Regions from separate parts of the Arachis hypogaea genome. Here region 2 is linked to region 1. A link is a contact called in public Hi-C data. All regions are on one chromosome and are shown on one strand. The core of a region is the stretch at or near the end of the contact, and the rest is flanking DNA. Distances in the headings are between cores, read along the strand shown.

Region 1 (5,156 bases), core at 1,263-3,762:
CATTGGATCAATCTCATGAGTTCCTCTATGATCCATCTGGATTTGTTCACCTTTGAACAAAGAATCATCACCAAGGCATGAAGAAGCTGTTCCCAAATCTTGAAGCCTAAGATCGTCACTCCAAATCAAAGGGCTTTTCCCAGTGTTGTTGCCACTACCATAAGGGTTTGGCCTCTTCTTGTTATTACTACTGTTATTGCTCCCACCAAGGCAAAGACCCTCATTGATTGGAAGGAATCCACTACCGTCAAGGGTTGGCTTCTCCAGGTTCTGGTGAAGGTCAATTTGGTCATTTCCGCCTCCGCCGCCGTAGATGTCAAGGTCTTGGAAAGATGTGAAGTTTAGAGGGGAACCATAGTCCTTCATGACACCCATGTCAGGGATTCCATGGGCTCCTCCTCCAATCCCCTTCATGTTCGTTGCCGCTGCCGCCACCGCCCCCATGTTCTCAGTTGCCAGGGTTTGATACGCCTTTTCCAATATGCTTTGCATGTATTTTCCTTGTGCCTCAATCCTTAGCTGAAGATGTTTTTGCACCTGCCATATATATATACGTCGACCTAAATCGCCATACTAGATATATGTAATACAAACCACCATTTTATCTTTTTAAAGAAAGAAATTATGTCTATCTCTTTTACAAAATGTCTTAATTTGCTAAACATGTATTCATTTTTTTTATAGAAGACTGATGTTATATGTAATTTAGCCTATAATCAAAATTATTAATTGAAGAAGAAAAAAAGAAATATATAAAAAGAAGAAGAAGAATAAAAATTTGATTAAACTTTTGGATACAAAAATAATTTATTTACCCGGTATTTTTCTTTAGAGAACCTATTTTATTTTTAAGACGTATTTATATATTTGAAAAAGGATTGGTTTGTGCTTACCTCAAGTTGTTCATGGAGTCTTCGCTGCACCTCTATTTGCATCCTAATCGCATCAACCATGTGTGAGTTACTGTTTCATAGTTTTTTTTAACACATACAAGAAAACCCGAATTCCCCAACTCAATACCCACAAAAAAAAAAGGAAAATTCTCTTCAAAAAAAAAAAAAAAAAAACTTGCTTTGCATGCTTGTGTTCAAACTTGAAACTTGAAGAGCATAATATATAGAAGCGTGAGTGATGCATACTCGTTCATGTTGCGGCCAATCATGGCAGAAGACGAGGCAGTGTTTCGTTGCAGTTCTATTGCCGAAGCTGATGAGAGTGCAAAAAGATTAAAGAGATTATCATCATGATGAAGTCTATAGAAGATCGCATCATATAATAAAATGTTCAAGAGAGCAAAAAAAAAAAAATAAATAAATAAATAAATAAATAAAATGGAAGAACCCTAGAAAGAAGATCGAGTGAGTCACCTCTCATACCATCCTTAATCGAGTGATCGTTGAATTCCTTGTGGGGCTGCTTACCGAGCCTAAATTTCTATATACGAAAATGCAAACAAACAAATAACAAAAAGTTAAAGGAAATTAGAAAGAGAGAGAGAGACATATATGTTATGACAAAATCTGAGGAACCGGGAGTATGTGTAGTTGTTTGTGTAACAACAAAAGTGTTGTGAACAAAAAGCAAAAGGAAAAAAGGATGTTAAAACTATATGATTTAATTCTTTAGTTTCTATTCAATTCAAACCTGAAGGTGGCTCTTGAGGTGGTAAAGTGTGAGACCCTTCACACCCATAACCCTCATGATGGTTTTAGGAGTCGCCTCTGCAAATTAAAATAAATAAAAAGACTATTTGTTAAAGATTGATATTATGCATACCCAAATAATATATACACATGTAATAATTAACATCTTCATATATCTTTAATTTAACTACTATTTTGTCTAGCTTGCGGAAAAACTCAACAAAAGTAGATGTTAGTGACGATCTTCGAAACCATATTGAAATATACCACTCTCTAATAGATCAGAGAGGAGTAAACAAATTGAAATCCAATACAACAGAACAAAGGAAGTTAAAGGTTACATATTTAGTTTTGCATTTTAGAATTATTTTTTCTTTTGAGAGCCGAGCGTTTAATTATCATCGAAAAAGGAAAAATCCATGATACCACGGGTACCCAGAAATTAAGAAGAAGAAGAAGAAGAAGAAGAGAGATGAGGAAGGGAATAGTACTGTCAGGGCCACCAAGCTGAGTAACAGCATCAACGAAACGTTCATGGAGTTCAACGGTCCAACGGAGGCGAGGTTTGGGGTCAGTGGTGAGAACGAGACCCGAGTCGCCTTGAACACACATGGGTCTGTCATGGGAATTCATAGTTGAGGGCTTCTTTGGAGGGAACATTCTTTCCATCTCTTACTTTCTCTCTTTCTTTCTCTCTCTCTCTCTCAAGAGATTCAAGAAGAACAAATGCGATATGCAGAATAGGGGAGAAGAGAATAGGGTGCGCTTTTGAAGAAGAGAGGAGAGAGGGCGGTGCTATCTGCTATGTATGTATATGGCTTTTCCCTTCTCAGCTATAAAGCTATTAGCATATGGCAACGGACCAGCTACGGTATCTTTCTTAAAACAACTCTCTCAATTAAACATCAAATTTTAGTAGTAATTAATCAATATAAATATAAATTATTTTGATTTATCATATATACAAATTTTGATAAGTATAAATATAAATTATATATTTTATGTATATAAATTCTTAAAAATATAAGTATAAATTATTCTTAACTAAGTATTAATTTAAAATAATAATAATTGTTGGTCTTGTAGTATTGTTGATAAATATCAAATAAATGTACACTTTTTGATGTGCTTAGACTTTTAAATTACAAGATTATTATTTGTTAAACTATTACAGTAATAGTAATTCTTTCTTCAATTACTACTACTTTGTCTATTTTTCTATCTCATCACTTATTTAGTTTACAAGTTGAATCTGCTAGTGTATGTTAACAAGGGTCGGGTATGGCTAAGAGAAAAAAGAGTAATGATAAGAAACTAATATTGTAAGAGCCAATTTTAGTTAATATTATACTAAATTGTTAAATAAATTCAGTATAAATTTTACTAATAAAAATGAATTTTTGTTGACTTTAAATTTTGAATATTTTTTAAGAGTTTTAGATTTTTTTAATTTTAATGTTAAATGTTGATTGTAATATTATTTGTGTAATAGTAGTTTCTAAAACTTTATCAAGAAAAGAATAGTGCTGTATTTAACAACTGCGTCAGTATGATTCTTAAAGATAACAATATTGTTTCAACTTTATTTGGGTGTTTTTCTTATTTAATTAGTATAAGGACAATTCATGGTTTGTTTTTAATGGTGCCAATTTGATTGCTGTAACATTCAACTTCATGGGATAAAATTTTGTTGAAATTTTTATATTTTTGTATAATAATTCTGATGAAAAAAGTTGTTAAGTATCTTAATGGACTGGATCTACCAAATTGTTGAAAGAACGTGTTGATGGTATTTTTTTTTTTTTTCAAAATGTTGTTTGTACATATTAAATAAAACGAAGCATATAATCAAGTAAACACTTTTAAAATTTAAGGATAAAAATACAAAAAAGATGAGTAAGATCTGATTTGATATAAGTATGGTATAATTAGTGTCTACGGTACTAATTAACTTTTGAAGTGTGCAAATAATATTATTATTTGGTTTCTTTATAGAAAATTAAAAAAAAAAACACAAATAAAGCTAACCCTATTCTAACATGCAGACCATCCTTTGTCAAAAGAAACCTCGCTCCTTCTCTCTCTCTCTCTCTCTCTCTCTCTCTATATATATATATATATATATATATATATATTTCTTTCCGTCTCTCATTATCTCACATTCCTTCCTTGGATACTTTATTGAGCATGAATAGTTAATTACATTCTAAATAGAGATACCCTTTATTGTTAAAATATTGGGTATGCATAGATATATAGCTTTTTGGGGCCATCATGAGTGTGAGACCATCCAATGATGATGTTGGAAAAATATGGACTATGCAACATTTAATTAATTAATTTATTTCAGGTATAGTACAGTAGCCATAGTTAAATGTAATTGAACAATAATTTTTGCTTGATGTATTATGGACAACATAATCTCACATTTGGCTGTTTATGTGTTATGGCATAATGCATGGGGGCATTTCGTGGTACGACACCCTTTTTAGCATAATTATTAGTACGAACCTCGTCAATGACCTATCAGATACAATGGTAATAATAGAAAGCATTATTGACTTTATATGTGTCTCAATCATATGAGTATATATTTGGCAGAGTAGTGCTTCCTGATTATTTTAGGATTGGTCCTTACAATAATGAGCATATTATATATTGTTGGCGTATTATAAGATTCATAATAATCTCTATGGGCTCATTTTTTTATAGTGAAAGCTCATCGTTATCTATATGTTAGAGATATAATTTTATTTTTTTTATTAATTTAAATTTTTAAAATAAATAATTTTATGGCATAATATTAAAATTCTGTCTAAAAAAATAGTATAAAATAAATAAAAAAATCTATACAAAAATTAAACAAACTAAAAAAAAAAACCTCTTATTTCATAACACTATAATTAATATAAAAAAGTCAAAATATAAATTAAATCACCGGGTTATTCCGCTCAAATTACTTTCTCCGATCCAAAACAAATATCGATTTTCAAAAGTGGTTTTATTTAGTCCAAAATAATGATGATTTATTAAAGGTAAAGATAATATTAATTGATTTTTTTCCCTTAATAATAACCTTATCAATATCAGAACAAGAGTAAGTAAATTAAAAAATATATAAAAGAAGAATAATTAATAAAGAAAATTTTGCACATTCCCATAAAATTATTTAAAATTAATTGTTTTGATTATTTCATTAACCCATGTGTAATTATAAATGCACCATTACTTTATGCCAAAAGAAATAACAATCAATTTTTGACACCTAACCCGTGCTCCCAAATAATTGTTTCCTATAAATAGAAATTTTAGAGGACAAGTTTTTTTTTTTTTTTTTCCATTTGGCCAACACTGTAATTTTATACAATTCCATAGATAGCTTAGACAACAAGTATATAAACATGCACACCGTTATGTAACTTGTTTAATACAATTTTGCTTAATATCATTTTTTCTCCAAATTTTCTCAACTACTCAAACTCTTTTTTCGCTCTTTGAGCTCTGCTTTTGATG
Region 2 (5,156 bases), core at 1,145-3,644, 640 kb after region 1:
AATGCAATCAAAAGACTCATTATTGATCGATCCTAATATTCCCTTAGACACGAGAGGACGTAATTTTTTTTAATGAACTATGAGCAAGACGACGATTCCATAAGTGAAGTGTGGATGGTGGAGAAACAGCACAAAGGTTTGTGGTAGAGGGAACATGAAAATTTCAAAGTTCAAACAGTCTTCCGACCTTACATCTGGTGCGGAATTCAAAGTCCACAACTGAACTAGAAAGTGCACCGGGTCATACCAAATAATACCTCAGGTGAGTGAGGGTCGATCACACGAGGATTGATGAATCAAGCAACAATGGTCAAATGAATCACTTAGTTGGGTATGCAGAAAATGGTGTTTTGAAGGTCAAACGCATTAAACAGAAATTTAAAAGTTCGGAAAGCAAAAAGTGAAATTGGTGTAAGAAATATGTGAAATGATAGTCAAGGTTTCGGAGTTGTTTACTCTTCCGGATTAAGATTTCTTACCAACTATTTTTAAGCATGCAAGATTCATTTCATGGCAAACTATAATTAACTAAACCCTAATTCCTTAGTGACTTAGTCTCCTCTAACCTAATCAACTGTCAATTCCTTGGTCACTTAATAAAGACTAGAGGATTAGGTTCAATTTTAGTTTATTAGCCACAAAAATCCTAATTACCCAAATATAAGAGGATTATATGTGGCGTATCCCATTAACTCCAAATAATTAGCAGTTTAGGAGAAATTTACTTTCAACCTAGTATTCAAGTGTGATAACTTTTCCAAGAATCAACAAGAATTCATGTAGAATGAGAATTATTTTCCAATATATTCAAATTCATGAGATGAAGAACGAAAGTAATCCTTAAAACTAAATCAATACGTTAATTAAAATAGAGTAGTAATTGTATCAATCCATGGAATAAACAGAGCTCCTAACCTTAACCAATGAGGTTTAGTTGCTCATGATTTAGAAAGAAAACTAAGGTTCCAAAGTGTGAAAGTGCGGAATGAGGTCTGAGAGAAGAGATCCCTTCCCCCCCCCCCTCCCCGCGAAGGGAATCTAACTTAATTTAGTTTTAAACTAAAATGAATTAATAATTACTAAATCCCAAAGATTGTATTTGGGAATAGAAATACTTAAAACAAAATAATATATAATAATTAGAAGTCAAATCCACTAAAGATGCTCCTTTGGTGAAGATTGATCCGCATTATTTGCGCTAAACACCAGGCTTGGCGTTTAGTGCCCAGGGAGCAGTAACTCCCATTTCGATTCTGACTTCCAATCGTTTCTCCCACCGCAACTTCAACTGGCGCGTCAGGACTCCGACGACAACGATCTTGGGTCCTTTGGACTCGGAATAGAGTAGCGAACACGATAGTTTGGTTGAAGTTGCTCAAAGACGTTAGGAAGGTAGCCAAAAATGAGTGAGAAAACGATGTGGTGAGAATGATGATGATAGTGCAGCAACTTCGGCGACAGTGATTCTAGCAGTGCATGACAGCGCATGTCATGTTAGATTTTGGTGGTGTTTTGTTCGTTCAACTCAGAACGACGTAGAGAAGCTTTTGGAAGGGCTGATGATATAATACAACAACAGAAGGTGATCGAAAAGAAAAGAAAAAGTTGCTGCTACAAACTGGAAAAATTGGCTCTAAATACAAGTTACAAACACATATTTAAAGGAACTGTGTTTTTCTGTATTACTTAATCTAATATACACATATTTATACTGATATTAACCTAATACACTTTACTTTCTAATCTTTTTTTTTTTTGGTGACTTAAAAGAAAATAAACAAACTTTACTTTCTAATCTAATCCACTAATACATACTCTAATAATAAATACTAAAGATTAAATTCTAAATTTTAAACTTTAAACTTAATTTTAATAGTATAAAAATAAAATATTAATCTAAAATGTTAGCTAAAATTAATCAAAATTATTAGCCTGCTAATCTTTCTCTAAAAAGAATCAATTCGAAAGACTGGTCTATTAACGGGAGATCGTCGTGGTTTAACCAATACGTGGAGCTTACTCAACGTTTCTTCTTTCTTAAACTTTTTGTTTTTCTCTTCCGTTTCTTTTAAGGAATAAGGATGTCATGGTCGACACTTGCAAGCAAGTGGCTACTTATCTCTTTAGCTTTTTATATTTGGATGAATCCAAGTTAATTTGATTGCTAGTTAAACAACTAACCAGATGGTGAACTAGAAGACAATTACTTATGTACACTTGTTTTCTTTTCTTTTTTTTCCCACCAAATAATTTAGGCACAAGTTTTAGCTTTTCTTGACCCGTAAAATGCGTTCAAGGTTTTTTTTTTTTTGGCAGGCCATATACAGTAGTATCATTAACTGCCAAAGCAAACTTAAAATGGTATCATTAGTCAAGACCAAAAAAAAAATGGTATCATTAGTCATTACAGAGCTATTTTCCTAATCACCCAGGGAGTCCTCTCCTTCCCCAGAACAATGACCAGCTTAAGGGATTCTATTTAGGAAATTTCTTTAGTAAAAAGAAGAAATGGGTACAAAATGAATATTTTTTTTATTGCTCACAGTATTCCCCAATCTAACAGACTAATAAATTACTATATATATAAAACAAAATTCAAATCCCCCACACTTATTTAATCAAACAAGTAACCACTTGACTAACTCAAATTGGTTAAAATAAATGTATTTTTTTACTAAATTTATAAATAGCATATGTATCGTATGTGATAAAATATTTTTAGTGAACCTTTTCTTAACTAAAAAATATAATCTTCGGTCCAATAAAATTCTAATTTAACTTCCTAAACCACCAATATTGACTTCTTTAACCAACAATTAACCAAATTCTAAACATTAAAGACTAAATTCTAAACTCTAACTATTAATTCTTGAATTCTAATAATATAGAAATAAAATAATTTAAAATATTGACTAATATTAATAAAAAATCCTAAACCTCTTAACATTTCTCATCATGAGTGATATTGCTACTTTTGTTTTTGATAATATCACTCCACACAATTTTTTTATTGTATATTTACATGAATTTGTTGAAAAAAAAAAGGTTATGTTATCAATAAAAATGACAATATCTATTCCCATTATAATACTGTACCAGAAAAGATATTCCTGGGAGTTGGATTCTTACGAACAATATTCTTATAAATTTAAAAGGAAAAAAAATTGCCAACCACCGAACCACGTGCCCCCAGACCTACTTGTAATATTCTAAAAGACATTAGGTAAAGAGACGGGAAAGACAAGAATGACGCCAAAGAAAATGAAGATTTACCAACCCAAATGTCCTTTCCAAGCCTGCACTTATTGAGTTATTTATACAGAACAACTATGCAGTTAGTTACACGCATTTACTGTAATAAAGAAATTACACGGTAAACCCTCCTTCAAAACCTCAAATCCACTTGAACTGCCGCTGAGCGCGGCTAAAGACCACAGCATTTATCTTGACAGTTGCCCGTTATAGTTTATTCTTTCTTCATGTTTCCCAGGCACACATACTTGATCTGGAGAAGTAGCAAGGAAAAATTTCAACTTCATACATAGGAGTAATAGTTTAGACTTTACCACATTCAGTAGAATTTCAATTGTTTTGATTCATGAAGCACTAACATCACAAGACGTAAATTCATCCATGTTTAACAAGGGTCTAATATCAGCACCAATTACAACACTCTTTAGGTTCTGAAAGCAGCAATAGGAATATAAGAAAATTAAAGTTTAAGGACTAATGGGTTTGTTCTTTCATTTTCATTATCAACTTGTATGTTTAATACTAATTACAAAAACACCATACTGTTTTATGCTTATAAAACAACAATGACAATTTTATTATTATTATTATTATTATTAACATATTTCATTCATAAAATTTTGAAAACATGTAACAAGATACAATATAGCACTTAATATTAAAAGGTAAAATATGCTTTTTGCCCCTAACGTCAAAAATACTTCTAACGTTTAATTTCATTCGATTTTATCCCTAACGTTTTCTATTTGCATCAAAATCACTCCCAAGCCTTAATTCCATCTAAAATGTTAGGGATAAAATTGAAAACGTCCAAGGGTAGTTTTGAAACAAATCGAAAACGTTAATGACAAATTTGAATGAACTTAAATGTTAGGGGTATTTTTGATAAAAGAATCGCAAACACCAGGGACAAAAAAATATACTTTACTCATTAATATTTAATAGTAACTGCCCACCACCACACTAAAATTCATTCTTAAGTATGCCTTTTCTTGCCTCGTTTATATTTGTTATGTATTTATTTGTTTTAATTAAACCACAATTGAAACTTACTTTTCCAAACTTTAGAGGACATCAATGATTTAAGTATAATCAATTGTTATAAACTATGTAGCAATTTCATTTTCAAAAAGTCAAATGATTGCAAATGAGAATACTGGAACTTTAAATTTATAGTTACCTCCAAATATTCATCCATCCCATACTTTGAGCCTTCTCTTCCAAGCCCCGACTGTTTAAAACCACCAAATGGTGCCACCTGCTTCAACAAATACACATAGGTAAAATTCATTAGTAGAACAACAATGTATACAATCACCATATAATCTCATTCAATAAGGAATGAGATGCACCTCAGTTGAGATTACTCCTTCATTAACACCAACAAGTCCATATTCGAGAGCCTCGGCAACACGCCATGAGCGTTGGATACTGTTTGTAAACACATATGAACCCAAACCTTCATATGTGCAGAAAAGTTCCATGTTCAAAAAATTGTCAATGTTGAATCAATAACCAGATATAGGAAAATGTAGCAGACGTAACAGTAAAAGTGGGAATAAGTAAACAAATCAATAAAATCCTTCCAGGAAGTAGAAAGAACCAAACTGAAAAATGAAACTGCACGAACCTGCATTTGTGTCATTGGCAATTCGGATAGCATCCTCTTCGGTTTTGAACCTCAAAAGGGGTGCAACAGGTCCAAACACTTCCTCTCTGATGTATGAAAAAATCATTTGGTTGATTTGACAAGTACACAGTTGAACAAAAATTTCAATAAAATCCCAGCTGATTGATACATAACAAATCATAGCTATGGGCTCCAGATGTTAATATTAATTAGTCCCAAAATTTTTGAATGAAAAAAGAATTTTATTGAGATAATGATCGGAAATATACAGTGT

The links. Hi-C and Micro-C count contacts between places; a contact is called where the count stands out from the background.
Region 2: a contact with region 1 is called in a Hi-C map of leaf, with 2.0 times the contacts expected there. The contact joins the enhancer-like site here to the promoter of LOC112769082 in region 1. A contact is called at or near these places in 2 of 8 Hi-C or Micro-C datasets (both in leaf).

The regions. Positions count from the first base shown.
Region 1 is chr18:98,663,553-98,668,708 of arahy.Tifrunner.gnm2.J5K5, forward strand. LOC112769082 (myb family transcription factor IPN2) reads right to left here and starts at 2,513. Exons shown (of 6, transcript XM_025813488.3): 1 at 2,135-2,513; 2 at 1,645-1,721; 3 at 1,377-1,434; 4 at 1,140-1,206; 5 at 894-936; 6 at 1-537. The coding sequence starts at 2,312.
Region 2 is chr18:99,304,402-99,309,557 of arahy.Tifrunner.gnm2.J5K5, forward strand. LOC112770672 (succinate-semialdehyde dehydrogenase, mitochondrial) reads right to left here. Exons shown (of 20, transcript XM_025815010.3): 17 at 4,883-4,968; 18 at 4,605-4,711; 19 at 4,433-4,510; 20 at 3,248-3,505. The coding sequence ends at 3,467. Among protein-coding and RNA genes, the nearest start is that of LOC112770672, 13 kb to the right of the region's middle. Within about 2 kb of position 2,395, at least 2 of the 3 cell types and tissues checked have open chromatin away from gene starts, as enhancers often do.